Linked DNA regions of Mus musculus: regions 2, 3, 4, 5, 6 and 7 are each linked to region 1. A link is a contact called in public HiCAR-type and promoter capture Hi-C data. All regions are on one chromosome and are shown on one strand. The core of a region is the stretch at or near the end of the contact, and the rest is flanking DNA. Distances in the headings are between cores, read along the strand shown.

Evidence for each region. Promoter capture Hi-C pulls out the DNA fragments that hold promoters and counts their contacts. HiCAR-type assays count read pairs that join an accessible place to other places. Capture Hi-C pulls out chosen DNA fragments and counts their contacts.
Region 2: a contact with region 1 is called in a promoter capture Hi-C map of liver, with 4 times the contacts expected there. The contact joins the promoter of Cpox here to the promoter of Tbc1d23 in region 1. A contact is called at or near these places in 14 of 39 promoter capture datasets (the 3T3-L1 cell line, 3T3-L1-derived adipocytes, the C10 cell line and 9 more), 5 of 484 Hi-C or Micro-C datasets (the Ba/F3 cell line, CD4 T cells, the N1E-115 cell line and 1 more), 3 of 115 datasets of contacts at active chromatin or transcription factors (astrocytes, embryonic stem cells and forebrain) and 2 of 9 other capture datasets (adipose tissue and liver).
Region 3: a promoter capture Hi-C map of liver shows a contact between it and region 1, with 4 times the contacts expected there. The contact joins the enhancer-like site here to the promoter of Tbc1d23 in region 1. A contact is called at or near these places in 6 of 39 promoter capture datasets (3T3-L1-derived adipocytes, embryonic stem cells, hippocampal neurons and 2 more) and 1 of 115 datasets of contacts at active chromatin or transcription factors (pancreatic cancer cells).
Region 4: a contact with region 1 is called in a promoter capture Hi-C map of liver, with 5 times the contacts expected there. The contact joins the promoter of Nxpe3 here to the promoter of Tbc1d23 in region 1. A contact is called at or near these places in 1 of 39 promoter capture datasets (the C10 cell line), 2 of 484 Hi-C or Micro-C datasets (B cells and CD8 T cells), 2 of 115 datasets of contacts at active chromatin or transcription factors (large pre-B cells and pro-B cells) and 1 of 9 other capture datasets (liver).
Region 5: a contact with region 1 is called in a promoter capture Hi-C map of pre-B cells, with 4 times the contacts expected there. The contact joins the promoter of Cep97 here to the promoter of Tbc1d23 in region 1. A contact is called at or near these places in 5 of 39 promoter capture datasets (the C10 cell line, the HPC-7 cell line, liver and 1 more), 1 of 484 Hi-C or Micro-C datasets (B cells) and 2 of 115 datasets of contacts at active chromatin or transcription factors (astrocytes and large pre-B cells).
Region 6: a promoter capture Hi-C map of neutrophils shows a contact between it and region 1, with 4 times the contacts expected there. The contact joins the promoter of Rpl24 here to the promoter of Tbc1d23 in region 1. A contact is called at or near these places in 5 of 39 promoter capture datasets (the HPC-7 cell line, hematopoietic stem and progenitor cells, hippocampal neurons and 2 more), 3 of 115 datasets of contacts at active chromatin or transcription factors (astrocytes, embryonic forebrain and large pre-B cells) and 3 of 9 other capture datasets (adipose tissue, liver and pancreatic islet).
Region 7: a HiCAR-type map of astrocytes shows a contact between it and region 1, with 3 times the contacts expected there. The contact joins the promoter of Pcnp here to the promoter of Tbc1d23 in region 1. A contact is called at or near these places in 3 of 39 promoter capture datasets (the HPC-7 cell line, hippocampal neurons and liver), 2 of 484 Hi-C or Micro-C datasets (B cells and olfactory sensory neurons), 3 of 115 datasets of contacts at active chromatin or transcription factors (astrocytes, pancreatic cancer cells and stem cell-derived neural progenitor cells) and 2 of 9 other capture datasets (adipose tissue and liver).

Annotation. Positions count from the first base shown.
Region 1 is chr16:57,229,830-57,233,846 of GRCm38.p6, reverse strand. Tbc1d23 (TBC1 domain family, member 23) reads left to right here and starts at 2,381. Exons shown (of 19, transcript NM_001358433.1): 1 at 2,381-2,533. The coding sequence starts at 2,481.
Region 2 is chr16:58,668,138-58,672,154 of GRCm38.p6, reverse strand. Cpox (coproporphyrinogen oxidase) reads right to left here and starts at 1,947. Exons shown (of 7, transcript NM_007757.2): 1 at 1,205-1,947. The coding sequence starts at 1,727.
Region 3 is chr16:58,625,841-58,629,857 of GRCm38.p6, reverse strand. No RefSeq gene overlaps it. Among named protein-coding and RNA genes, the nearest start is that of Ftdc2, 11 kb to the left of the region's middle. Within about 2 kb of position 2,082, at least 10 of the 459 cell types and tissues checked have an H3K27ac peak or open chromatin away from gene starts, as enhancers often do. A contact at or near this core is called in liver, where this site is marked.
Region 4 is chr16:55,893,044-55,897,060 of GRCm38.p6, reverse strand. It overlaps Nxpe3 (neurexophilin and PC-esterase domain family, member 3), which reads left to right and starts at 1,782. Exons shown (of 6, transcript NM_001134457.1): 1 at 1,782-2,133.
Region 5 is chr16:55,932,587-55,936,603 of GRCm38.p6, reverse strand. Cep97 (centrosomal protein 97) reads left to right here and starts at 1,756. Exons shown (of 11, transcript NM_028815.4): 1 at 1,756-1,851. The coding sequence starts at 1,809.
Region 6 is chr16:55,964,188-55,968,204 of GRCm38.p6, reverse strand. It overlaps Rpl24 (ribosomal protein L24), which reads right to left and starts at 1,930. Exons shown (of 6, transcript NM_024218.4): 1 at 1,767-1,930; 2 at 1,583-1,658; 3 at 1,035-1,145. The coding sequence starts at 1,771. Gm6958 (MLV-related proviral Env polyprotein-like) reads right to left here. Exons shown (of 1, transcript XM_001480210.4): 1 at 3,157-4,017.
Region 7 is chr16:56,027,371-56,031,387 of GRCm38.p6, reverse strand. It overlaps Pcnp (PEST proteolytic signal containing nuclear protein), which reads left to right and starts at 1,671. Exons shown (of 5, transcript NM_001024622.2): 1 at 1,671-1,785. The coding sequence starts at 1,722.

The DNA.
Region 1 (4,017 bases), core at 1,132-3,631:
ATCATCTGTTTTTGAGACAGGGTTTCACTGTGTAGTCCTGGTTGTCCTGAACTTACTTTGTAGACCAGGATGACCTTGAACACATAGATCTGCTCTGCCTCTGCCTCCCAAGTACACCTCCACCATCTGGAATAAGTAATATACGTTAATAGAATATTTTACCAAACAGACTATAACATAGTCACTAATTTGATTACAATAAAAATGAACTTCAATAGAAGGCTAGAATGAGCTTGACTGGTGAACAATTGCTTGCATGTCACTGAGTAGTTTTTGAGCCACTTTTCTGCAAGCCTTCCAGAACAACTGAAGGGATCCATCAGAGGATATGTGTCTCAGAATGGCGATCTGACCTAGAGTCACACCTTTTATTTATTTTTGTTTTTTCAAGGTTTATTTATTTATTATATATACATACACTGTAGCTGTCTTCAGGCACCCCAGAAGAGGGCATTGGATCTCATTACAGATGGTTGTGAGCCACCATGCGGTTGCTGGGATTTGAACTCAGGACCTTTGGAAGGGTAGTCAGTGCTCTTAACCACTGAGCCATCTCTCCAGCCGCCACACCTTTTATTTTTTAAAACGGTCATCTATAGCCACATTCTATGTAAAAATGAATTTTCACAATGAAGAACTGAACCTTACACATCTGCTCCAGGCTTGGAATTGAATGTTCAGCTTTTTATTGTCTCTTTTTGGAAGGAGAGCCATCATGTTTTGGTTTATCACTGGGACAGCTGTGCTACATTATTTAAATAGTTTTTAAAATTCTGGAGCATTTTAGGTACCAAAGTATATTTCAGAAAAAAAAATGATGGATACCCTTGAAGGTACCTCTCAGCTCCTAAAAATGAAATATTAAACATTAGAACCAATATAGTGGCAAACACCTCTCGTACTGCTTCTTTGAGCGGCGGAGGCAGGAAGAACACTTGCGCTTAGGAGCTCACAGACACCAGCCCCGGAGTCAAGCCAAACCTGGTCTTGCCGGGTCTCCAAAGCAAATTCTGAGCTCCTCAAGGTTACTAGTGAGACTGTCTCAAAAGACAAAACAAAACATAACCAGCCAACCAATCGAACAGAAACTTACTTTACTTAATTAAAGCTATTTCTGGTCATTCCTGCCCCATCTAAAACTTAATTGTTTTCAGTTTTTCTACACATTACCCCTGCATTTCTCAGTGTGCATGCATCTATTGCTAATATATTGATATCAAACATAAACGATGCCTTTTGTTTGTAATCTGTTTGGTTCATCTAACAATGGCATTTTCAGATTTATCCATAAATTTCATGTAGTTAACTGCATCGTTGTTCCTGGGCTTAAAAATATTTGTTCAGCTCCTCCCTGAATCTGTACTAGGCAAAGATAGCCCAGGGGCTAGTGTTTTGGTAATACTGGTACTGTGGATGAAACCTGGGTGCGGAACAAGGAGGCCCATTTAGAGGGACAAATGGGACTTTGGCTAGGAAGGGAAGGATCTCGGCAGCTTTCTTTTTTTTTTTTTTTTTTTTAAGATTTATTTATTTATTATATGTAAGTACACTGTAGCTGTCTTCAGACACTCCAGAAGAAGGAGTCAGATCTTGTTACGGATGGTTGTGAGCCACCATGTGGTTGCTGGGATTTGAACTCTGGACCTTCGGAAGAGCAGTCGGGTGCTCTAACCCACTGAGCCATCTCACCAGCCCCCCTCGGCAGCTTTCTTAAACTGATTTTTTAAACTGGAATTTCAGTTTCAGAACTACAGTTGATTCTCCTGGCTGTTAGAAGACATATTTAAGATAGAAGACTAGAGTATAATTTTCTTAACTGGATAGCTTGACAGAGTCCTTCGTGTATTTTTATTTTTCTTGTAGCTCTGGTGATTGAATCATTGAGGATGCTGGGCAAGTGCTGTATGGTTTACTAAGTCCCTGGCCTTTTTATTTTTTTGAATGGTCTTTACAAATGATGTGGTATGTCCTTTCCTTTTTTTCTATTCAGCCTACCTTCTCTGTGTGAATTCATACTTGCCCTCCTCTCTCCACTAGCTGGGATTCTCAATTCTGGCTCACACCGGACAGCCAGAGACCCAAACATTAAGACGCCAAGCCAGGATGCTTCACTTTCAGAGTCTCCTCTGAGCCACGCCTGCCCGCAGCGTGGCGCCCCGCCCCATCCCGGAGAACCCCTCCCACTCCCCAGGGTCGGCCCCGCCCACAAGCCTTGTGCCCCGCCCACTCCGTTCGCGGGCCCTTGGCATCCTGGGATTTGTGGTCTTCCATAATCTTCTCCCTCTCGCAAAGCTCCGGGCTCCGCCTTTCGCCCTAGAGACGTGGTGACGTTGCATCCTTCCAATTCCTCGCCTCCTCCCTCTTTCGCTCTGGTGAGTCTCAAGTCTCAGACTTCATAACTCCTTTTACGACACTGAATCTCTGAGACAGTCTCGGTGCCAGGTCCACTTTTCGGCAAAGTGACGTGGACGTCAACAGCAATGGCGGAAGGAGAAGAGCTTCTGCCACTGTCAACGTCGGGCGGGGACAGCTGGTGAGTGCGAGCCCAGGTTTAATTCCCACTGGCCCCTTCTCTTCCTGTTCGCCATCCTGCCTGTCCCCGAGGTGCTGGCTGGCGGGGCGTGGAGCAAAAGGCACCTGTCCTCCTCTGAGCCCCTGCCCCGCCCCCTCTGCTTCAGGGTCCCCTCTGCCCGCGGGCTTCTGCGGCTGGGGCAGAATCCCGGGGACTCAGGGGCCATCCTGGATCTGCGCCTAAGTCAGGTCCTCCCGCTTGGCCCAGCGAAGAGAGTGGCTTCCCCACTGAGTTCGCCGAGTCCCTAGCCAGGGAGTTGGAATGGGCGCACTAAGGAGGAAGTTCTTGGATGGAGATCTCAGACCATTTGAAATGAGATCTTTTGAAATAACCACCGCGACCTTTGACAGTGCAGAGGTCGTGAGATACACCCAGCAAGATTCCTTCTACGTAGTTCAGGGTTGTCTTTAAAAAAAAAAATTATTATTATTAATTTTGTTTATCTCCCAACAGTTTCTAACATTTGTTATTATTATTTTTTTTTCTTCCCCACCACTTTCCTCACAATTTAATTTCATGACTTGGAGGGCGTTTTGAATTTTGTTACTGTTTCTCCCGGGCATTTGCATGTGTCTCTGGGGCTGTGGGAAGATTTGGTTTTTAAAGGAACTCATGTAGCCCAAGGCTGGCCTCGAACTTTCTGAGTGGCTGAGGATGACTGTGGACTTCCAATGCTTTTGCTTTCTCCTCCCGAGTGCTGGCTTGTAAGCTCCATCCTGCCTGGTTTGTGTTGGGCTGGGGATTGAACCGAGGGCTTCCTGTGTGCTAGGACAAGCATTCTACCAACTGTGATACATCCCCAACCCTGCCAATACCTTTTTGGTAGGCATTATTTTTCCCACTGAGGGTCATTAATTTTTGGTGGACACTTCTACTTTTGAAGTTGTGTGTGTGTGTGTGTGCACGTGTATATCTTACAGTTGATCTAACTGTATTGACCAGGTGTAAGACTCATGGATTTTGCTGTTGTTTTTCACAGTGTTTATATATCACTGTCACGGTGTACCTACACACAATGCAAGCCTTTGGTAAATTTGTACTTTACTAATTGAGGACAATAGAAATAACAGAAAGGAATACACGATATAGCAGTTGAGTAGCTGGTCTTCTGGGGACTGACAGGTACACATGTAGCAAGCTAAAGTTAATTTTGTTCTCTGAGATTGTAAATAAGTGTTGTGGGAGTTCAGAAGAGGCAGAAACCATTTCAGCATGCATTACAAAAGCTCATGGAGGCACTGGTGTGTGAGTTAGACTCTGAAGCATCAGTAAGACTTACCTTAACATTGTTCAAAATAGTCACTATAATGTGAGCTACGGAAGGAATTAATTAAAATTTCTTTCCTTTGCCTCATTGAAAACTTAAAAAACAATAACAAAAACCAGGTAGAACTTTTACTATGTTTAAAAAAAATATATCCAACACCAATGTATTATTTGAATAT
Region 2 (4,017 bases), core at 698-3,197, 1.4 Mb before region 1:
AAGAACTCCGTATTCCTTCACATTTTTCGACTCTCAATTTTACCCTATTACCTTTAATTTTTATATGCAATTCAAAAACATAGCTATTCAAACTCTTAAGGGGTTCAGAGTTTAAAATTAAGTAAAATTTTATGTGTGTGTGTATATATGTGTGTTTAATAGGTTTTTTTTTTTTCTTTAAGGCAACAGGTCACCGTAGAGTCATTGTTCTCAAAGACTAATGTCTGAGTTGTTTTATTTCTAAGAAGCAGGGCACCATATTCAAGATCACACCACCGGAGTGATTTAAGTGCTGACCATGTTTCTGACATTCTGAGTTCTCGGCATATATTCATTAACTATGAAACAGAGGTGGAAAACAGTAACTTCCAAAGGTTACACAAAGCTGGCTATCTAGTGTTTGAGATTGTGTCTGGGTCGGTCAGTGACTTTTACCCTAAAACATTACAAGATGAAAAACCATGAAAATCAGACTGACTCCCATTTAATATAGACGTGGTAGCATCATAACTCACAATGGATTGATGATATACTGTTGTATTTCCAGCTTGGAAAAAGTCAGAAATCCTCAAGTTTAAAATTAAGGCGGGAGGGGAGAACAGGGAAGGACTACTCTGTTTGGAACAACATGGCCACCAATACATGACTCAACATGAATGGCATTCTAAGGAATCCTTCAAGAAATTTGATGATGCAATTTAGTAAGAACTACTGGAAGACTAATCAAATATTCCTTATATAACCCGCCAAAAAACAGTAGGGAGACTCTTGACATAGGGAATCTAGCAGACATAAAGGATCAGTGTTTCTTCTGCCTCTAATAGGGCAGGGACAAATGCACCCAGATGGATAAATAAAAAATGTGTGTGTTGGGGGGGGGGGGGGGGGGAGACGTGTTCAGTAACAAACTGAACATGAAAGCTTCACTTTGCTGCCTGCAGATGTTCTTTAACAAACCTATAGAAAAAAAAGTGCAACTATGAATTGCCAATATTTTCAAGTGACTTGTCCTACATTGTTGGCACCTCTGGGTCCACATCTGCAAGTAGAAAGCGAATGGCTCTCTCAATGTCAGTCATTCAAGTCTGTCCCTTCTGACAGATCACCCCCCACCCCCACCCCCCTGTAAAAACTGTTCTACTTTAAATCCCCAATCCTAAACTGCAACTGGTGCCCAACCAAGAAACAGGAGCTCTCTCCTCACCTTCTTTCCTCTCCCACCGGTCCACAGTGAAGTCGGCAACGCCATCTACCTGCGCCAGTGCCCGACACACCTGAGCCTGGGTCTCCATAATCATCAGCTCCATCTTGGTCTTCATGTCCTCCGGCCTCCTCCGCAGCTCCCGCAGCTCGGTCACCGGCGAGGACATGAAGGTGCTGCAGCGGCGGGCCAGCTCGTCCCCGTCCTCCTCCCGCCGTCCAGGTGAGGGGCTCCGCGCCCCCGAGCTCTTGGGCACCATCTCCGCCCGCTGCACGTGCCCAAAGGCGGCGGCTGCCAGCCCTGCCAACCCCGCCAGCGTCGCGGCCAGCCGGGTCCCCAGCCCGGACCCGCCTCTAGCCCAGGGGCCGTAGCCCAGCCCGCGGCGAGGCTGGGGACCAGCCGTGCCAGGCAGCTGGCAGACGCGGGCGGACGCGCAGCGCGGGGACGCGGCGCGCAGCTGAGCATAGTCGCCCAGCACCGCTCGCCACCAGGGGTCCGAACCCAGGCGGCCCAGCCGCAAGGCCATCTCCCGCCGGGACTGGGCAAATCCGATCCTGCAGACCCACCGGAGCTCCCAGGGTCCTGAGACCCAGACTCCCCAGCACTGCTACGTGGAGTTCGGAAGAGCTGCTGCGAGTGTAGGTCGCAGGCTGCTGGCGGGAGCCGAGGAGGCTGCTGGGAACTGTAGTCCCGTCCTATCGCCTCCTGCACTCGCCTGACCGCTCCCGGAAAGAGCAGATAAGACTGCACCCTGCGCACAGAGGTGGGTCCTGCTGCTCGCACGCGGGCCTCCTGTGCTGCCAGAGGACTGTGGAGGTGCTTGGACTGATAAGATAGGCGCTTTAGTCACGTACACCTTGGATTGCCCTGCTCGCTCACCCACAGTGAGCAAAAGTGGGGTTAGAAGGCTGACGACAAACGGGCAGAAATAACAACTCGGAGACACACCCCTTGTCTTCGTCCTGGCTGTGGGTCTGGAGGATGCACCCTTGTCCCTGTGCTTGGCTTACCCAAAGAGTTCAGGGTAGTGGGCTCCTGAGTAGATCCAGAGAAAATATTCGCACTCCGGTTTACTATCCTGGATCTCTGTTCTTCCCCATAGCCCTACCCGTTGAAAATATGAGGACAGAAGCTCACACATTTAATAGTTTTGTTCCAAGCATATATCATTGCCAGCATTATTTTATAGTATCAGAAGGGCTCATTTGCCCTTTAACTATCCTTGATGATTCTAATTTCTACTAACAAATAATAATCGAGGCCACTGGTTATTCTTTCACAAGCTTCCATTCTGGCTGTAGCAGGAATTGGAGCTCAGTGGGTATGGTTCTGACCGATATGTTCACTCCCCTGCTTCTTACACAAATGCAACCACAAACTACCTGGAGCAGCATGCGTGCTCAGGCCTGGCAGATGTGGCAGGCAAATGAATTCACGAGAAGTGACAAAGCTTGCAGAGGAGAGAAACCCTTAACTTTTAGCTGTAGTGTGCCCTGGCTGGAGGCCGACTTGGAAGAGAAGGAAAGATAAGAATTATCTTTTGGAAGGTTGCCTGGGTCTGGCTGGGCCTCCTGGTGATAAATGAAGCTCTTTAACGAAAAGGAATCTCTCTAATTTTCTGTAAGAAACTTCTCCTTTATGATCCTGCTCTGCTAATGTGAAGCTAGCCAAGAATAAGCCAAATGGGAAATTCAGGAGACTTGCCCAGACAAATAACTAATTGTGTACTTACCCTGAACAAATTGTGTACTAGCTTCCAGCCTGTTTGGATGTCTCTCTCTCCTGTTCTCTGATTCCACCTTAATCTTAATGTACAGTGCTTACTGGAATCCTTAAAAACAAACAAACAAACAAACGGATTTGTATGAGAAAAAAATAAAAGCCACCATCTTCCTAGAAGGGCATAGTGGCACACATATTTAATCCCAGCACTCAGAATGCAGAGTCAGGTAGACCTATATGAATTTGAGGCCACCCTTGTCTACTTAAAGACTTTCAGGATGGCCAGGGCGACATAGTAAGACCCTGTCTCAAAAGAAACAAAACCAGTCACACACACACACACACACACACACACACACACACACACACACACCTCTTCCTGGTAAATTACTCCCAAGTCCTATTTGTAGTATATGAAGATGTTCCCTCTATAAGCAATTTGATGCATCCAAAAGCTGCCTTGGACAAATAAGAAGTCAGTAAGTTGTAAACAGAAGCTATGCAGTAGGGGTGCTCGTCTGCGTGTAAAATTGGCTCTCTATTGTGTACTATGATTTCATTCTCTGTGTAACCCCACAAGCCAGGACATTCTGATGAGCTGTATGCTATCTCACTAGGTACAAACATACAACTCATCTTCAAACTCCACATGCTTCTCCGAATCCTTGCTAATTTGATCCTTCCCCTGTTAAAAATAATGAATTTTATGCCCTGATATCAGTGTATTCATTTTCCCTTTTAAGAGAGAGTTTGATGAACCCACTTTATTTCTCTGGTATTTCTCTTTATTTCTATGCATGCACGCATGTGTAACAATTAGTAACAAGGTATTGCTAAACTTGACCTTGTTAGAACTCTAATGCCGTTGAAAGAGAAATTAAATTAACAGAAAGTGAAGGTTTTGAGATTTTAATATTTTGCCCTAGATTTACATTTTAAATTTGTCATCTTCTTACAGATTAAAAAAATCTTAAGGGATCATATTTGACTTAAATCAATATACAGTTAGGCATAGTACATACCTGTTCTCCCAGCACAAGTGAAGCTGACACAGGAGGACTACTCAAACTGTAAGTTTGAGACTAGTCTGGGCT
Region 3 (4,017 bases), core at 833-3,332, 1.4 Mb before region 1:
GTCTGCCTGCACGCTGCCAAGTTTCCCACCATGATAATGGACTAAACTTTGAAACTAAGCCAGAGCCAATGAAATGTTTCCCTTTGTAACAGTTGCAGTGGTCATGGTGTCTCTTCACAGCAGGAAAATCCTAAAGTGGGGACATTTCACAATCAAACCATAGTAACTTCCAAGAGGGACACCCTTATTTTAGTCCTAATTGGTTACTTGGTAGACTGTTTTACTGTCTTGGAAAATATACATGTAAGATATTTTATCTTTGTCCTTTTATACTTAGAAGTCAAGAATCCACTCTCTTGGGTTTTGGTAAAGACTTGTACTACCCTTTGGGCCTTTGTCTACTTACCATGAAAGGTGAGTTCAGAGCTGAAGAGGTTGAATGATCCAGAGGGAGAGAAAAACAAACCCACACTTATCTCTTACTATAGGTTTATTGCACTGGCTGACAAATGCAAATGTGTCCCAAGAAGAGGACAGGACAGGTATATATGAGCCTCACAATGCTGAAAACTTGAGTTCTCCCAGAACAACTGAACAGGTCACTGTCAATGTCAGAACATAGGGCAACAACAGATAATCTTAAAGAAAACAAGAAGCCTTTGGGGCTTCTGCTGCAGTGTCTTGGGAGTGGGGCAGAAGACAGCACTAAAAAGGAAAAGGAAGAGGTTCAGGGGTGATAATGTTCACCGTCCAACCAATAGAGAATAAACAAGAACGGGCCGAGTGCAGAAGTCTATGTAGTGGCTGGCTATCATTGAAGCAGGAGTTTCAGATCACATGTGAATGAAGATGGGAAGTTATGGTACTGTCTTTTACTGAAGGTTGACGATCAGTACTTTTTCCTTGTTTTGGTAAAAGAAGTGAGGCGATACAGAATAACTAAATAAGAATATACACTCTAGAGACCTCACAGATACCCAATGATTTCTTTTCTTCTCTTTCTAAATTAGACCAGGAAGGTTCCATCCAGCAAGCATAGAAGTCAAGATGAATAAAGCAGGGTTGGAAGTAGTAACATAGCCACATCCAGTCCCAGTATGTATCCTTTCAAGAGACCCCTCTCTCTTGCTCCAAGTATTTGTTCAGATTTTCACTCTCATTGTCACCAGAATCTGTGCAGTTTCCATATCCATATTCCATATCCATAGTTTTAAATATGACATGGCTCAGGACTCAGAAACTAGAGTTTGGCTGCCAGTTGATGGTCTTTGAGAAGTGATAGGACCTTCCAGGGCTCTACCCTCATCAAAAGATTGTCTCCTAGGGGGTTATTAGAAGGAATGTGGTAAGAAGTAGGTGATGCAAAAAAGTCACTGGAGATGTAGCCTGGGACTAAATCTCCTGACTACGCCTTCGCTTCCTCTCTCTCTCTCTCTCTCTCTCTCTCTCTCTCTCTCATTTTCTTCCTCCCTCATTGGTCCTTTCTCTCTTCCCTCATTCTCCTTCTGATATGACATGCCCAACTCCTGCTGGACAGCCACAGTCCATACCTGCTGAAACCCAGAGCCAGAATAAACCTTTCCTTCCCTTCAGTTTTTTTTTTTTCCTGGCATTTCTCCTGGCAATGAATGTCCTGTGTTAGATAAGAGCTAACCTCAATTGCAACTGAATGTTAGGAGAACACCACAGGGCAAACATCATTGACCCATCTAAACCCAAGATCATTGATTTTTTTTTTTTTTTTTATCAGCACTTTCTTAGTTCCCATCAACCTTATGTGTACAGAGGGCCACGGCAGCCACACTCACATGTTAAGTGAGGAAACAATAGCTTGGGAGGCTTAGAGGAGACCAAGTCTGGATCTTGTCTTTAATTCTCTTAACATTATTATACTTATTGCTCTGCCTTTCACCTGGCATAATGTTACCACTAATTCGATGTCATTGATATTTATAAGCACGTCCCTTACTGGGAACTTTGGGGTTACAAAGAAGCTACCAGTCCCCGCCCCAAACCAGTAGCAACAATCCCTTTGAGCCTTGAGAATCCTGTCTTCAAGTGCATGATCTCATTTTGTAGAATGCTCCAGGACCATGAAAATGATTCCCAAATATTAGCCCAGTCATTCTTAATAGTCAGTGTGAAATACTAGCCCCATCTAGTGGCTTTGCTAATATAAAAGAATAAGGTTATACTAAATTATGAGTAAAGATAGATAAAAGTACATAAAGTATTATTTGGCTAGAATGTTTTCTTTACCCTTTTGAGAATGACTTGAGCCATGCTTGCCTTCTTTTCCTTACTCTGTGTACTGGCTGGTTGTGCATTGTTAACTTGACACAGCTGGAGTTATCACAGAGAAAGGAGCCTCAGTTGAGGAAATGCCTCCATGAGATCCAGCTGTAAGCATTTTTTCTCAATTAGTGATCAAGAAGGGAGGGCCCAGTCCACTTCAGGTGGTACCATCCCTGGACTGGTAGTTCTGGGGTCTGTAAAAAAGCAAGCTGAGCAAGGCAGGGGAAGCAAGCCAGTAAGCAGCATTCCTCCACAGCCTCTGCATCAGCTCCTGCCTCCAGGTTCCTGCCCAGTGTCACTTCCTGTCCTGACTTCCTTTGGTGATAAACAGCAATGTGGAAGTGTAAGCTGAATAAACCCTTTCCTCCCCAAATTGCTTCTCAGTCTTTGATGTTTTGTGCAGGAATAGAAACCCTGACTAAGACACTATGCATGGCACAGATGGAGCAGGAATCTTCCCTGGCCTTTGCTGAGTTGTCACACTCATTTCTACAAGTGAATCAATTTGTCAGATTAGATTCCCTGGGCTTTGATTCTCTGAAATAACCTAATAGGTCTTTTGATGTGCTTTTGATATTTTTTTCTTTTCTTTTTACTTTCATTCCTGTGTTACTGTGCTTATCCCATGTTCATGTAACACAAACAGGTTCTTCATGCATGCCCAAGAGTTGACCTTTGGTCAGAGCCTGTGGTCATTAATTTGGTGAATCCATGTTGGATCACATTTCCTAGATATTTAGCCAAACCTTATCCTGTATGCTCCTGTTAATTTATATTTTAGGTGAAATGAAGGTTTATAATGTGGACGGTGAGTCTCTGTTTATCACCTGAAGACTGTTTCCTGAGCAAGAAAGGATACTGCAAATTCTCTTTGCAAAGACACTTGAACCAGAGCATGCTCTCCCTAGCTCTCCAGCCTGCTGGCCCCTCCCCCATCCCTAGAGATAGTGGACTTGCCAGAGCCCAAAGTCCTTAATATAAAGATCCCTTCTCCCCTCTACCTTGTCTTAGTCTCCCTCTTTTTGTCTTACTTTGTCTCTGTCTCTCTACATAATAATACATCTGTGTTTGTTCTATGTGAACACATGTATACCCAAGATCACTCCTGGTTCTGCTTCCCTGACTAGAGAGAGAGAGAGAGAGAGAGAGAGAGAGAGAGTTAGAGAGATAAAGAGATGTATTTACCCTATTATCTTCTATAATTTCATTTAGGGTTGACTAGATTTTCACCCCTCAGTGTTGTCATTTTCCACTTCCTTCTTTCACTCTCATCCATGTTCCTTCTCCCTATCATTATTTTTTTTAAGATTTATTTATTATTATAAGTAAGTACACTGTATCTGTCTTCAGATACGCCAGAAGAGGGCATCAGATCTCATTACAGATGGTTGTGAGCCACCATGTGGTTGCTGGGATTTGAACTCAGGACCTTTGGAAGAACAGACACCAAGCCATCTTGCCAGCCCCGCCTATCATTCTGTTTTATAAACTGGCACATCAGTCTACTCCAGGGAGACACAGAAATAATACAGCTATGTACCTCTATGCACTGTGCATGAACTGAGCAACATACCAACAGTAGCCAAACACTAGAAGCTTACTTTCTAAGTGACAGGATTAATCAGTGAACATTGAAGACACTCTTATTCCCTAATGAACTGTGGACTGAAGAGCTAACATAAAGTTTGTATCTTTCACAATAAGCGCATTGTCCTGCACACAGTAAGTAGAATGGGGTAACTGACATTTGAACAGTGTTCTTGGGGGGACTGGTGACATTTA
Region 4 (4,017 bases), core at 533-3,032, 1.3 Mb after region 1:
CTCTGTGTAGCCCTGGCTGTCCTGAAACTCACTCTGTAGACCAGGCTGGCCTTGAACTCAGAAATCCGCCTGCCTGTGCCTCCCGAGTGCTGGGATAAAGGCAGGCATCATCACTGCCCGGCTACTTTTGTTGTTTGTAAAGTCAAGGATTCTCTGTGTTGCCCTGGCTGTCCTGGAATTCAGGCGCTGACCAGACTGGCCTCAAACGTAAGAGATCTGCCCTCCTTTTCTTCCTGAGTGCTAGGAAATAAGATGTGAGCTACCACTACCTGGCAGAATCTGTAAGTTTTTAATATAAATTTATTGATCCTTTTAGAACTTTATGCAATGTATTTTGATTATTTTCTCTCTCTCTATTCCCCCGTGATCCATCTCCAACTCCCTTCACTGTGTTCTCTTAATTTAAACAAACAAACAAGCAAACAAACAAACAAACAACTTAGTCCAGTTTGTGCTACACAAACACTTAACAGGTGGGAAGCCATTCCCCGGAGAGTGGTTGACCTATCAGGGTCCATACCCTTAGGAAAACAGTATCTCCTGTTCCCAGATGCCATCATTGGGTCTTCAGTTAATGTGTGTGTACACATGAACCCTTTGTCCTGCCATGTGAGAATGTTGGTGGGTTGGTTTTGTTCAAGTCTTGTAGAGGCAAGCACAGGTGCTCTGCGTTCATGAACCCAGTGGTCTTATTATGCCCCGAAGACAGTTGTTTTGCTTCTGTTCTTCCTGACCTCAGGCTCTTATAGCTCCATTGTCAATAAATATAATGATAATTAATGACAGTTGGAATTCATATCGATTCTACTTCAACTTGGGACTAAGTCTGAGGGCAGACTTTTTTTTTTAACATTTTTTAAAAAGATGTATTTATTTAATGTATATGAGTACACTGTAGCTGTCTTCAGACACACCAGAAGAGGGCGTCAGATCTCATTACAGATGGTTGTGAGCCACCATGTGGTTACTGGGAATTGAACTCAGGACCTCTGGAAGAGCACGCAGCCAGTGCTCTTAACTGCTGAGCCATCTCTCCAGCCCCAGACTCCACCCCATCCCCCAGCATTTTGCTCTGGTTAAAAGTAAGTCCAACCCCACTGTGCTCTAAGCCAGGAACGTCTTTTGTCCCACACAGGCCTTTCTGTCCTCTAGAAACTCCTCTCAGTATCTCAGATTCACCAAGCTGCTTTTGACATAAAACGTCCAAACTAGGGTAATCCAGCATTGAGGGTGGTTTGGGTGGAATATCCTGGCGCTTTTGCCAAGAACTAACTTCAAAGAGAGAAGCTTCAAGATCTCTATGCTCACGTTTGGCAAGCAGTGTTTCTCTGGTACCAGCAGCTCCGCCACTGCTAGGCCAGCATTGTGGTTAGTTCTCAGGAAGAGAATCGGTTGAGGGGACGCTCCGGGGAAACGCTGATGTCCGAAGGTCATCTGTATTTGTGTCTCCAAAAGGGTCCAGCCCTCGGGCTAGAGTGTATCTCCGGAGGTACACAGTCATCCTAACCCAAGCTCCCTGGGGCGGTCGGGTAGCACAGGCAGTGCCAACTCCTTGTTTCGCCACTGGGCACATCACTCAGCTTGCGCGGCTGTCAGTCAACATCCCCGCTCCGCCCCGCCCCGCCCATAGTCGGACCAATCGTAGCCGGGGGTCGGGGGTGAGGCTCCGTAGCGCGGTCAGGAAGCCGGGAGAGAACAGCCTGGCGCGGAGGCCCCCGATCGGAGCGTCCACATCCCGTGGGAGGGCGAGCGGCGAGCGAGACCGGAGACCCGGTGAGTGCGAGCTGCGACTATGCGCGCGGCGGGGCGGAGCCTGTCCCGAGAGCGCCCGGTGCGGCGTGCCTCGTGCGCCCCGCAGCTGCAGAGCCCTGTGTTCCGCGCGCGGACCTCGGGTCCCTAACGTCCCCGGCCGGGTGTAGGGAGCTGCGGCCCCGGGAGTCCCAACTGCGTTCCAGAGCCCGGGAGCCGAGGCCCCGGTCGAAGACGCAGGCAGAGCTTCAGCCCTGGGCTGCGACTGCCAAGGTCCGGATGATCCGAGCCGCTGCAGAGAGGATGCAGGGCGAGCCTGAACATCTCCATCCTCAGTTTCTCCACTTGCTGCAGCGCCGCAGCGCCTGGTAGCAGGCACCTCAGGTGACCTGTACCCGAGAGCGCAGTCAGGCCCCTCTCCTCCCCCCAACCCCCACCCCTTACTTCTCTTCTTTTTTCCACTCCCAGTGCAGAGAGCTTGGCGACACTGCACTTGGTCCCTATCGCCAGTCTCATCGCTGCTGTGGCGCCAGCTGCTTCTTATCTTGTTGTCTCCTCATACTTTGGACTACCCAGGCCTTACTGAGCTGCAGTTTTGGAGGCATCAGAGAAGTCATGCAGGGAGGAACATGTGTGTGACAGTCCTCTGTGGGATGTTGAGATCTTGGCTTGTGTTCTGTCTCTGCTTGACTCAAGTTCAGAAGGGCAGTGGTGCTCAGAGAGGTTGTGAGGCAGGATTTTGCAAAAATGTATATGAAAGTGTAATTTCCCCCTTGCTTTTCATCAACAATAGATTATTGCCGTGTTCCCAATGGATGAAGAATCACACTGCCTGGTGATTGTGTTCTCTTCCTGTAGGCATTATGTGTCATTTGGAATATTAGGGTGTCTTTGAAGCTGGCAGGTTGCCAGGACCCTCATGACTGTCTGATTCCTCTCAGGGGGAGGGCACACCATACTTTAACCCAGCAGTGTGGGGGGCTCTGTCCCCTTTTGACTGGGCTTACTATCTTCTTTCCATGTCTGTTGTTTTCATAATTTCTTCTGGGTTGACCAAGTGTGTAATCGGCTACTGAGAAAGGAGCTGAAGGAAGGTCACTGAAGAGGGAATGGTTGTTCCTAGTGCTCCAGAATCCAGTTGTCCTGAGAGACCATGGCAAGGCACAGTTCAAAATTCATTTTAGTACCACTAGCCCTTGCCAACTGAAGTAAGCAATGCCCCCTGGCCACTCTATTTAGTGGTTCTTCTACTTGGCAGTCTACTGTAGCTATCTAAGGGATATCAAGGGTTTCAAAGTAAGCGATGCCAAAGGATCCAAGCCTAAGGTGTAGACATAGGAAAAGCAGAACCAGCAAAGGTGTTGGCCTCCTAAGGTGTAAAGAAAATTCATTTGCAGAGAGCAAAGGCCAAGGCCAAACGCTGGAATGTGGTTCTACCTTGTGGCTCCTGGGGGATCAGACTGCTGGGCTGGTCAGGGCACTTTTATCTGCTGAGTCACCTCACTGGCCCCTTTTTACAGAATTATCACTTCTAATAACCGAAGAGCCTACCTTTACAAGGTAGCAACTACCCTCAGGTTACACTTAACAATGTCTCTTACCTGTTTCTAAATGTATACCCTCGTCTCTCACTAAGGTCTATAATAGTGTGTGTTTGATTTCCAGCCAAAGGCTACTGGAGCAGTAGGTACTTTAAAGAAGCCTTTATCAGCACTGACACATACTTTATCAGACTGGAACCACTATCAGTGTCTGTGTAGAGCTGAACCTTTCGGCTGGAGCCTGGGACGGAACAGTTCAGAGGCAGCAGAAACTGGCGTTGTAAAAATGGAGTTCTTTCGGATCCACCTCTAAACAATAAAGAGAGTAAATCTGATCAGGCTTTCCAGGGGAAAAATCAAAATAACTGAGGAATGAGAAGAACAGCAACAGTAGCTGGCGTAGAAAATATCCAGTAAAATAACAGATGAGGGTTGGAGGTGGCTACCCAGCAGGAAAACCTTCTTGCCTTGAAAGTTCAGTTTCCGGGACCCCCATGGGAGGAAAGAACTAACTATTATAAGTTGTCCTCTGACATCCACAGGTGTGTGCACTGTGGTATACATGGACACACAGATACACGTAAATTATAAAAATAATTAAAAATTTTAAATAGTAGATGATAATTTAGATGAATCCCTTCTAAGTTCAGAGGATGACGTTAGCTCGTCTGCATTTCAGTGCAGTATGATAAGAAATGAAGATAAAATGTATACATAAACATTGTCT
Region 5 (4,017 bases), core at 507-3,006, 1.3 Mb after region 1:
CTCTCTCTCTCTCTCTCTCTCTCTCTCTCTCTCCATGAATGAGGTAGCACACATGTGGAACTCAGAACACAATTCACAATTTTCAGGAGTGGGTGATCATCTTCTACTGTGTGGGTTATGGGACTTGAACTCAGATCATCAGTCTTGGCAGCAAACTCCCCTACTGGCTAAGCTGTCTCTTCATCCTCTCCAATTGTTTTAATTTATGCACTGGCTGCTCTTCCAGAGGTCCTGAGTTCATTTCCCAGCAACCACATGGTGGCTCACAACCATCTGTAATGGGATCTGATGCCCTCTTCCGGTGTGTCTGATGTGTGTGTGTGTGTGTGTGTCTGATGTGTGTGTGTACATGTGTACTTGTTTTGTTTTTAGACAGAATCTCTCTGTTGCATAGCTCAGGCTATGATTAAACTCACTATGTAGACCAAGGTGGCCTTGAACTCACAGACATCCTCCTGCTTGCCTCTTCCAATATCTAACAATATATAGTCTTCCTCCCAACTGATGGGATTAAAATTTGGGCCACCACGACAGGCTTGCTTTGTTTTCAGACATATAAAGTTGTAAGACTGTTCTCCAAGTAAGGTGTCTACTGGTTAAAATGAAGGGGGGAATTCTTATTGTTTCTTCAGAAATAGAAAAGTATCTTTAGACTAAAGCAATGGGAAACAGAAAGGTCTTTAAGGGCAGTGATGCCAAAGGGAACCAGGAAAGAGGAAATGCTCTTAGAATTTTGAGCCTGAAAAGCTAGAAGCACCAAGTTACTGAATTTTCCTGAACAGGAATCCTCAGACTTCAGAGAGAGCCTTATAGCGAGTCATTCTATAGAGAAGCTAAAACCCTTTAAAATTAATTCAGACTTGTCAGAATGGGTAGCGGCCATAGAGACTTCTAGCAATGAGTTCTCAACATCAGTTTGTTTTAAACAATGTCCTTATAATGTGCCAGGTGGTAAAAGTGTTGAATTTCTCGAACACCAAGAGTAGCTTTTAGTACGTTGAGCAGTTGATGAAAGAAAGTGGAGCCCCCTTTGTACGATTGAGTTACCTTGTAAACCCTAGCTTAATTTTACTTCCCCTGTCAAGTTTTGTCCAAAGATTGTAATTTCTAGTTCCCGATTACCGAGTTCATAGTTAAATCAAAAAAAGATCAGCCTGTGCCCTCCCAACCAGGTAAAGTAAGTATTCCTGACTCTGGAAACTATTTTAAACTTTTTTGAATACTCTGGAAAAAGTTCTGGGTACATATGTATCAAATATACTCCTTGACCAAACTGTTCAATGTGTAAGAACCACCATTTAAAACAAAAATATCAGTTTCTGAGGCTTTAAATCTATTTAATTAGGTAAGATTGGGTAAATTGCAAATATAACGTATCCATTTGACTATGTCAAAATATTTCACTGTCATTCCTATAGAGAAGCTAAAACCTTTTAAACTTAATTCAGAATTGTCAAAATGGGTAGCTGCCATAGAGACTTCTGGCAATGAGTTCTCAAATTCAGTTTTAAACAACGTCTTTATAATGTGCCAGGTGGTAAAAGTGTCGAATTTCTCAAACACCTGGCCCTGGAGTGAAATGGTTTATCTAACAATACAGCTTGCTCACCAGATCAACTTTAGGTGTCAACCCGGGTCTTCTAAGCTTTACCTCCCACATTGTAGCCAGCAAGTCCCATCAGGGAGCCAATTGGGTCGAGTGAGTGCTGTGCATCCTGGGAGTTGTAGTTTGCAGCGCCCCACTGCTGACTACATGCTCTACAGAACGGCAGAAGACGGTTGCCTGGTGTCATTAGCAAGCGGCAAGTATGGCGGTGGCGCGAGTCGACGGGGCTCTGGCTCCGGGAGAAGGTACGATGATCCCTACCCCTAAATTCCAAAGTTTACTTCAGTATGTCATATTAAACAGTTGCTTGGTGTAAAGAGAAAGCCTGGGTTTAGAGGTGCAGTTTTGGACCAGTTCTTTTGATGAGGGGCTGTAAGCAACACGGAGGCGCACTTCCTACTGGGAGTTGTAGTCCCGCTGTCTGGTCCAGTCCCGCAACATTACTGTGAAGGCTGAATGAGGGACTTCAGTCCCCAGGAGCCTTCGCGGTGCCCGGCGCCCCTGTCCCGCGCTCTCCTTAGCCTGACTGGGGGCAGTGGGCTTCGGACTGCGGTGACCTTTCTGGGACGTTTACTTTGAGTTCCGAGTGCCCACAGGAAATTAGTGCAGCCTTTTTATTTCCCGTGCCTCTCCTTCTCGTCCGAGAACGTTCAGGAAGCATCTCATCTGAAACCGCATCACAGTCTGCTTGAACTCTTCTTTGGAAGTGACCAGTAGCCGTGGTAGAATCTGAGAATGACCCAGACACGCGTTGCTCCCCGATCATTCTGCAGGCCGGGTCCCGGGGTCGAGTTTGGTCTTTGTTTGGCAGAGCCCAGGTTGGGGGGTGCGCCTGTGCTTGGGAGATGCCTCCGTGGGGCGCCGACCTCAGAGCTTTTGTTTTGGTTACACTCTGAGGCGTGGTAGCAGCTGGCCCGATTGGGGCAGAGCAGGGTAGGTAGAGTTGAGGCTCATAACCCGGAGACCCTTGAGTTCCTACGGGAAGGAGTTCGGCTAAAACATGTGTCGACACTTAGGAATTGTGTGCGGACGCTAGGTGCGCTTTTCCAGGACAGTCTAGTTTTCATCTCGAAGAAGGGGCTCACGACGCCTCACGTGATAAGAAAACCGAAAAGCATTGAAACCCTCTAGGAGCGCAGAACCGAAAAATTACATCCCAAGGTAGCTCCAGTCTGATCGAAAAATTGAAATTGGCAGTTACTCAGGCCCCGCCCACTCTGATAGCTTCTTTTCTCAACCTTCCTAGCTCACCGAGAACAGCAGCAATAAGCACTTACAGAGCCATTCTCCCCGCCCCCAAAGAGCCAGATGATATTTTGGATGCCTTTCTCCCATTATCTCATGTTTTTATGTAGAACAATGTTTATATTATATTCTCACTCTTTTTCTTTTTTCTTTTCAAAGCCATGGTCTCATTATGTAGCTGTGACTGATCAAAAACTCAAAGAAATCCTCTTGCTTTTGCCTCTCCAGTGCTGGGATTAAAGGTGTGAGCTGTGCTGTGCACGTGGCTCATCCACTTTTTTTTTTTTTTTTTAAAAAAAACAACTTTATAGTTTTTAAAAAAGATTTATTTATTTATATGAGTACACTGTAGCTGCCTTCAGACACACCATAAGAGGTCATCAGATGGTTGTTAGCCACCATGTGGTTGCTGGGAATTGAACTCAGGACCCCTAGAAGAGCAGTCAGTGCTCTTAACCACTCTGAGCCATCTCTCCAGCCTTTTTTTTTTTTAAGATTTATTTACTTTATGTATGTGAGTACACTGTCACTGTCTTCAGACACACCAGAAGAGGGCATCAGATCCTCATTACAGATGGTTGTGAACCACCAAGTGGTTGCTGGGAATTGAACTCAGAACCTGGACGAGCAGCCAGTGCTCTTAACGGCTGAGCCATCTCTCCAGCCCATTGTTTTTCAAGACAGGATTTCTCTGTGTAGCCCTGGCTGTCCTGGAACTGGTTCAGAAAACTAATCTGGCCTTGAACTCAAGGAGATGCCTTTGCCACGGAGTGCTGGGATTAAAGGCCACCACTGCCTAGCTGTTTTGTTTTGTTTTGTTTTTTCAAGACAGGGGGGTCTCAGTATGTAGCTCTGGTTGTCCCAGAACTCACTAGATAGACGGAGCTGACCTTGAAAGTGAAGAGAGGTTGGCACTTTAAAAATCGCCTGGCTGTCATCTATGTCTTGTAGAATAGAAAAGTTAACTCAAAGAAGAAATGGAGAGGGGAGAGGCTAAGAGAGTGACTCTTGGAGGAAAGACATGGGAGGACACAGCGAGGAGTCAGCCAGCCTCTAGGAGAGGGGTCTCAGTTATCAAACCTGCCAACACCTTAGTTTTGGGTGTTTCAGACTTTGAAAAATAAATGATAAAAAGAGAAGGAAACTTGTCTGAAGTGATTAAAAGG
Region 6 (4,017 bases), core at 681-3,180, 1.3 Mb after region 1:
GAGGCCCATTGGACTTGCAAACTTTATATGCCCCAGTACAGGGGAACGCCAGGGCCAAAAAGGGGGAGTGGGTGGGTAGGGGAGTGAGGGGTTGGTGGGTATGGGGGACTTTTGGTATAGCATTGGAAATGTAAATGAGCTAAATACCTAATAAAAAATGGGGGAAAAAAAAAGAAACCCTGTCTCGAGAAAAAAACAAAAAACAAAACTAAACAAACAAAAAGTCAATTCTACTGCCTCAGCATTCCAAGAGTTCGATAACAGATTTGTTGGGTACCTGCTTTCAATACTTAGAATGGAATTGCCAGATGTTAAGAACACAAAAAAAATTTTTTAACAGTTGTCAACCTGATCTATGAGTAACCCTGTCTAAAAAAACCAAAATAAATAACATTTTGAGTTAATTAAAAGGTTTACAACAGCTGTATCATTTTATTCTAGGATTTCTGTTTCTCTACATCTTCACACCTCTAAGATTCCCTCCCCCCATTTATTCATCCAAAAGGATCTAATAAATATAATTCATCTTTCTTTTCACTAACTCTGTACTGCGTGCTCTGCTTTGGGAAACAAGGTTTTATGTAGCCTAGGCTGACTTTGAACTACTGATCCTCCTGCTTCTACCTCCCAGACACTGGCATTACATGAGTGGGCCACCATGCCCACTTAACATATTTCACATCTGGGACCACTGTTTACTATAATACCCAGCTAGAATCTATTTAACGAGGCTCACACATGCCAAGCCTAACTATTAGCTGTTGTCCTAGCACCACACCTCCACCCAGAGCAACACCTACCATCCCCTAAGGGCCTCTTCAACCCAAAATGAAGCTTACAGAGAGGAATCATTTCAAATTTCAACACACAGCTTGGAAGGCTATGGTACCCAAGGCCACACTAACAAGTTCTGCTACTGTCTGATGGTTTAGTTCAAGAGCACATTGCATAGTTTTGTTTAACCAAAATTTAACCTGGCAAAATCTGACAGTGTAACTTTAAAAGAGGCTACTAGCAAGCTGCATTCCACTTACCGACTGCCCTTTCTTGTGTTTCCTTCTGTAGAGGACAGTCCAGTTTATCTGCCGAGGATTCCTTTTGGAAAGGAATGCTGACTCACATTTTGCATTAAGAAACTGGAAAACCTGCAGTTAACAAATTCAAATTAGTCATCCTTTTACACAAAGTGGAGACTGACGTCCTCCTCCAGCTTTATTCTACTTCTCTCTTCTCAATATATAAATATATAAAGGAGGCAAGAGACCTCTTTGTGACACAAATGACAGGGTGGCATCAATGCTACAGTCTTCTCAGGAGCCGAAAAATCTACACTAGTCGCAAAGGGTCGGGTGGCGCTAAACTCAAAGAAATCTGGCTCTGAGCCCTCTCCGACTCCAAAAGACCTGAAGCCCATTTCCCTTTCCCATTGGTTACATACAGCACTCATTTCCAGCCTGGTTTACACACCATCCATATTCCCTCAAGTTTCCCATCCCACACGCGGTCCCGGGGCCTTCGGGGAGAGAGGACCGTCCTTCTACTCCCAGCGTCCCGAGCCGCGCTCGGCCCAGCCGGCCTTTACCTTCCCGTCGGTCCTGGCGTAGCGCCGCCCGTGTCCCGGGTAGATCTTGTACCCGCTGAAACTGCACAGCTCGACCCTGGAAGGAAAAGGCGAAGCTCGTTAGTATGTGCGCTGCAAAGAGGAGCCATCCCCGGTAGCTCGGCCTCAGGATGGAGGCGGATTGGGACACCGGGCGCCCGCTTACTTCATGGTGATAGATGTCGGCCTGCCGGGGTAAAGATGGCGAAGAGAAAGAAAGAATCATGGGAGAACCTTATAGGGCAGAGGGAGAGAATCTCCTCCCTAAATTCCCTTCCTTGACCCCGGCGCCCAGAGATGATGTCACTTCCGAGCGCCCAGTCTGTTTCCTAGCAACAGCTTTCTTCCTACAGCATTGGCGGGGAGTGGGTTTGAGGTGTTCGTTTAAGGTCCAAGTTGGTTCTTGGCTTGGGTTCTGTGCCATTTTATTTCCTCCAGGCTAGTGTTCTAGAATCTAAAGCCAGCATTTCGCAGGATTTAATAAACAAGAGACAAGGATGTTCTACGTGTCTTTCCTCCTCTTACGAAGCCCAGACCAGTTTTTATCTCGCAGGTAAAACCTGAAGGTCACTTTTTGCATTTGGCTTTGGATTATTCCTTGAAACAAAAATAAATCGTAGCGGCCTGCCGGGCAGTGGTGCCGCACGCCTTTAATCCCAGCACTTGGGAGGCAGAGGCAGGTGGATTTCTGAGTTCAAGGCCAGCCTGGTCTACAAAGTGAGTTCCAGGACAGCCAGGGCTGCACAGAGAAACCCTGTCTCGAAAAACCAAAAAAAAAAAAAAAGAAAAAGAAAGAAAAAAATCGTAGCGGCCGACAGCGTGGCCCAGGGATAGCACGAGTGGTACGCAAAACCCTGAATTAAATCCCCACCTCCAAAAAATATTAGAGCCCGCCACTGTGGGGCAAGCTTTTAATCTCAGCTCTCTGAAGACGCACTGGCAGGCTGGTCTACATAGTAGTAAGAGTTCCAACGGTACATAAATAGTGACCCCCTGTATCAAAAACTAAAAGTAATTAATCACTAGTTCAAATAGATTGCCAACACTTGTAATACGAGCACTCAGGAACTAAGGCGGGACTACTACAAGTTTGAGGCCAGCCTTGGTTACAGTGTGAGACCCTGTCTCAAAACCTGAAGTTACGAGTTGGAAAGGTGAGCAGGTTAAGAATACATACAACTATTGAAGACGACCAGAGTTCAGCCACCTGTAACTCCAGCTAGCTGCCTGACCCCGAACTCATGAGTGTACTTACATACACACACACACACACACACACACACACACACAAACACACACACACACAGGCAAAAAAAGAAAAAAAGAAAAAGAAAAAAAAAAAAAAAGAAAAGCTATGCTAGCCAGCCGGTGGAGGCACAGCCTTAATCCCAGAAGAGTCAGGCTGGTCACTAAGACTTTTGAGGCCAGCCTCGCCCACAGGGAGTTACAAGACATCCAAGGCTACACACAGACCTTGTCTCTAAAAACCGAAAATAAAATAAAGGAAAAATAAAGTTATTTTATGGGGCTGGAGAGATGGCTCAGCAGTTAGGAGCGCTGGCAACTCGTCCAAAGGACCTGACTTCAATTCCCAGTACCCAGACGGCAACTCAATAACTGTAAATCCAGTTCCAGGGGACCTGGCACCTTCTCATAGACATACATACAGGCAAAACACCAATGAACGTAAAAATAAATAAATCTTAAGAAGAAAGAAAAGCTATTTTAGGGCCTGGAAAGATGTTTCAGCTTGTAAGAGCACTTGTTGAATTAGTAGAGGACTGGCATTAGACATGGTCCAGCATACACATGGTGGCTCACAACAGATGGTTTTCCAGTTCCAGGAAACCAAGCTGGGTCTTCTGACCTCCAGTGACCACACAGTGCCACCTGGTGTACACACGTAGAGCTAAACATTCAGACACAGAAAGTCAGATGAAATTTAAAAATTAAAAAAAAAAAAAAAAAAAAACTTTTAATTTAAAAAAAAAACCTATTTTAAAGAACTTCTGGATATTTGGCAGGCAGAGATGGGCAGATCCCAGAGTTTAAGGACAGTCTGGTCTACAGAGCAAGTTCTAGGATTACCAGGGTCATGTGTAGCCTGTCTCAAAAACAAAACAACAACAAAAACCTGGAAATATAGTCCCCATAGAGAAGCTCGGGTGAGGACAGATGGGAACTTGGAATGGGACATTCTGAGTGAGGGAAAGAGAGATGGCAGGAGCCAGCTGATGGATTTTGTGGAAGGCTGCCAACTCTGCTCCAAGTCACTGCTTACTGAAACAAATGTAGTGGTTAATATTTTCTATTTTTATAAGCAACTCACAGTGTTCTGTAAGTGGGTAGTTGAGAAGTGGGGGAGCAATTCTAAGAAAGCTGTGAGTTATGCAAGATGGTACCTTGGGGTTTTTGAA
Region 7 (4,017 bases), core at 422-2,921, 1.2 Mb after region 1:
TTCTGTTGTTTTAGTTTGGGGGTAGGCCCTCATGGAGCTCAGGCAGGTACTGAAATGGCTGTGTAGCTAAGGATGATACCTTTATCCCATGATCACCTGTTGAAGGGGTACTAGCATTTATTTGGATACAGGGTCTCCCATACCCCAGGCTGATCCTATCTCCACTTCCCAAGTACTGGAATTAGACATATGTGCCACCACTTCATTATGCAGTGTTGGAGATGAAACCCACCATGGGTTTTGCACGTTAGGCAATCACTTGGCCAACTGAGGTACAACCAACAGTCCACTGATATTTTATGGAGAAGTAAAAGCAGGTCTGTGGACAGCAACACTCAATGTTGCTTGGAGGACAGAATGAACTATATTCTCTAATACTGGGTGTATATTACAGGCTAGGAATTGACCAAATTTGGGCAGAGGAATGAGTATAGAGAAAAAGAAGTAAGAAACAGATGAGGCTGTAGCATACTTGATGCATGGATTTCATTGACACTAAATGAATCTACTAAAGGTTTCTAGGAGAGGCAGGACTTAACAGGTGTTTCCAATCTGGAAGAGACGAGTCCTGTATTTTACTGTTGAGTATAAGACAAGTGCTGGTGCTAGCACAGAGGCAGGGAACGCTACAAGACAACTCTTGTGCTGTTCATTGTGTCCATGAAGGTTAAGAGACAAGACTGGCACTAGCTTTTATGATAAAACTCTGTCGGATACTTTTACCTTGAAAGAATAGGGCGATTTAACCAGCAGACAGTTTTACTCCAGACAGTTTTATAGGAGTAAAGAAAACTCCTTGAAAAACACCAAGAAGTGAATAACTTCTAATTCAAAGCAATTCCGAACGTTGAAGCTGGGCTGGGGCGTATTTTAAACGTTATTAGAGAAGGGATGAGTGGAATAGGGTAGATACAAAGCCGACATCTCCAAACTGCAGTAGAGCAAACTACCCTTCTCCGTAAGAAAGACAGCTCCTGCCCTTCGGAGTGTAGCCGGGGATTTTGTTTGTTTTTTATGTATTTTTTTTTAAACAGGTGTTTGAATATATGCAAGTGAGTGTGAACTCTTAGTAGTCGGATTTCTGGAACTGGAGTTATCAGTTAACTGTAGACCACCCAACTGGGAATTGAACTGTCCTCTGAAACAGCAGGAAGCGCCCTTGACCTCCACGTATACCTATTTCTGCTTTTAATGTTTGCTTGCTTGCTACAACTCTCACGCTGAATTTTTCACGAATGCAAAAGCCGCGGAAATTTCTTCCGCCCCAATTTCCGTAAGGCTCTACGACGTGATCTTCCATAAGTCTCTTTTCGGTGTCATTGCACAAATGGAAACGATAATTGCACACCGGACCGCACTGGACGGTGTCAACACTAAGACAGCGTCCGTTAACTGCTGACGTTTCTCTGTAAGAACACAGCCCTATCCCGTAAAATGAAGGACCAGCCGCGACCACCGCTGAGCGTGGAAGCACCTAGGATTGAACCCACCGTTCCACGATCGGTGAGTCCGTACTAACCCGGACGTGCCATCCCACCGCCCAGTCCTCCATAGCCGTCACCACACACCTCGTTCCAGCCAACGACGTCACATCCGTCCCCGTCTCGGGTTCCAGGTCCTCTCTAGGCTGCGGCCTCGCTGGCCCGCCCGAAGCTTTGTGGTTGCTGGGCGGGGCCGTGACGTTCTTGCCCGGGCTGCAGGGGGAGGCCGCGGCGAGGAAGATGGCGGACGGGAAGGCGGGAGAGGAGAAGCCAGAGAAGCCGCAGCGAGCCGGAGCCGCCGGAGGTGAACACAACCCCAGCGTCGCGGGCTACGGGGGCTACTCCGGCCTTTCTTTGGGGTTCCCAGGGCGGGTTGGGGGGCTTTCCGGCATCGCAGGAGCCGGCGGAGCTGGCGCTCGCCCGGCCAGGGGCTGGGCCCTGATGAGTGCCGGGCACGCCCGGTGTGGCCCGCGGGGGAGATCGAGGTCCGCGTCGCCTAATCAGAGAGGCCGCCGGTTACCACCGGGCGGTGCGAAGGGAGGTGGGAGCTTGGCCCGGGAGTCCGAACAGCAGAGAGCTCAGGGCCCGCTGCGCACTCAGGCCGCCGCACGAGCGCCGAGCCGCCGCGGGCACTGGCCGCATGCCGGCTTTCCGAGGTCGCCGGCCTCTCGGTTACACGTAACGAGGGTTGATGCTCTCTTTTTCGCTGCGGAGGTGGAAGACCCCAGCCCACTCTCTGCTGTATTTTCAGACATAACATTTATAAACCCTGCGATGGCATAAGTCGAGGCGATGCAGGGGAGAGGGGAATCTGGCTCAAGCAGCAAACGCTTGAAATTAGGGTTTGATTCGCTTTCTTTCCGGTATCTTTCTTAGGCTGCCAGCAGCGGAGTCTATGTCAGATATTTCGTTGGCGTGGTAGGAAGGTGTGATCTTCCTGTAATTTGTCGCGAAATTAAACTCAGATTATAGCTATCTTTTCGTTCCTCCTACCCCCGTAATTTTTGATGGTGTACATAAAGGAAAAGAAATGCGTAGTCTCTTTTCCCCTACGCCCTTTTGTCGGAAGGATAATTAGCACATGCTTAGAATGTTTTAGCCTTTCACTGTTCTGGCTTTCTTCGGGCTTATCCTTGAAATACTTAAATGTGAGAACATATAGGTTCAGTATCGCATAAAGGCCAAAAGTAGGGTCTACCAAGTTTGTTAATTGCCGAACACCCCCGCCCCCACCCCACCCCCGGTTTGAGCTAGGAGCTCATTTAGCTCTGGCTTCCTGAGTACTGGAATTACAAGCCACGGCCACTTTCTCAGGTCTCTTCCTCATTTTGTTTTTTTTTAAAAATAAACTAGTAAAATAGCTAATGATTTTAGTTCTTACTTTAGACCTTCTATATGTTAAAAGTAGTTTGAGGAAAAACTATAGCCTAAAGTATCTTGGGGTGGCCTTGAACTTAAGGTCCTTTTGCCTTGACTGAGAACATCGTTTTAAGGTACTGCTAAAATGTACCTTAAACGTCTAAAGAAATTCGTGTGTATGTATGCAGTGTACTTGCCACCCTTTCAGTTGAGGGACATTCTGTCCTGTGAATAATATTTCCATCTTAACAGTGTTGGGGTTACATTGATTATTTTATGTTGGTAACTTAAAATAGCAGCCCTTTTCTTCATAATTTGCCTGATTTCGTAAAGCTCACTTTAATATCAGACATACAGGGGTCATGCAGAGTTTCTTAACTGAAACATTTCGCCCATAGGTAGGATTGAATTGATAAGCTTCAGGCAAGTGTTCAGCTCTCTTGGAAAACTTTGTCTAGACTTGGCAACCTTTCTTCTGTGAGACAGCCCACGGTGTTGGAAATACGAGTAGTTTCCCTACTCATTCAACCTCGTTATTGATCCTGGAGGTTGAACCCAAGGCCCCATTTATGCTAGGGTTGGGCCTCACGACCGTGCTCTATTTTAGTAGGGAGACGATCCCCTGTGTAGCTCTTTAACTTAAGTAGAAACTTAGATTTAGAGACAAGCAACTTAATGTGTAATCACAGCCATTTCAAGCTATCAAGGGTTACGCCAAGAGCCACTTCAGTGATGTGTATATTTCCTGTGTCAGAACAGGACTCATGGACTACCTGTCCTGTCAGAGAGCTACTGCAGTCCTTGGTTTTGGGGGGTTTTTTGTTTTGGTTTTTTCTTTTCCCCCAGACAAGGTACCAGAATGCACATGACTCAGGAATGGTACCTTTGTGGAGTTGTCCCATCTCAGCTAGTCAGGGAAAGAGAATAATTGTAGTAGGTTTGGTTTAATTGATATTAACTTACACATAAACAGAAGGCTTTGCTAAAATATTTTTTTATCTAAAAGCTAACAATTTGTGTAATGATGACTTACAAATTGAAAGGGCAGAGGCTGGAGAGATGGCCCAGTGATTAAGAGCAGCAAATGCTCTTCCAGAGGACCTGGGTTCAAATCCCAGCACCTATATGGCATCTCACAGCTGTCTGGAATTTCAAGATCTGACATGTCCAAACAGAC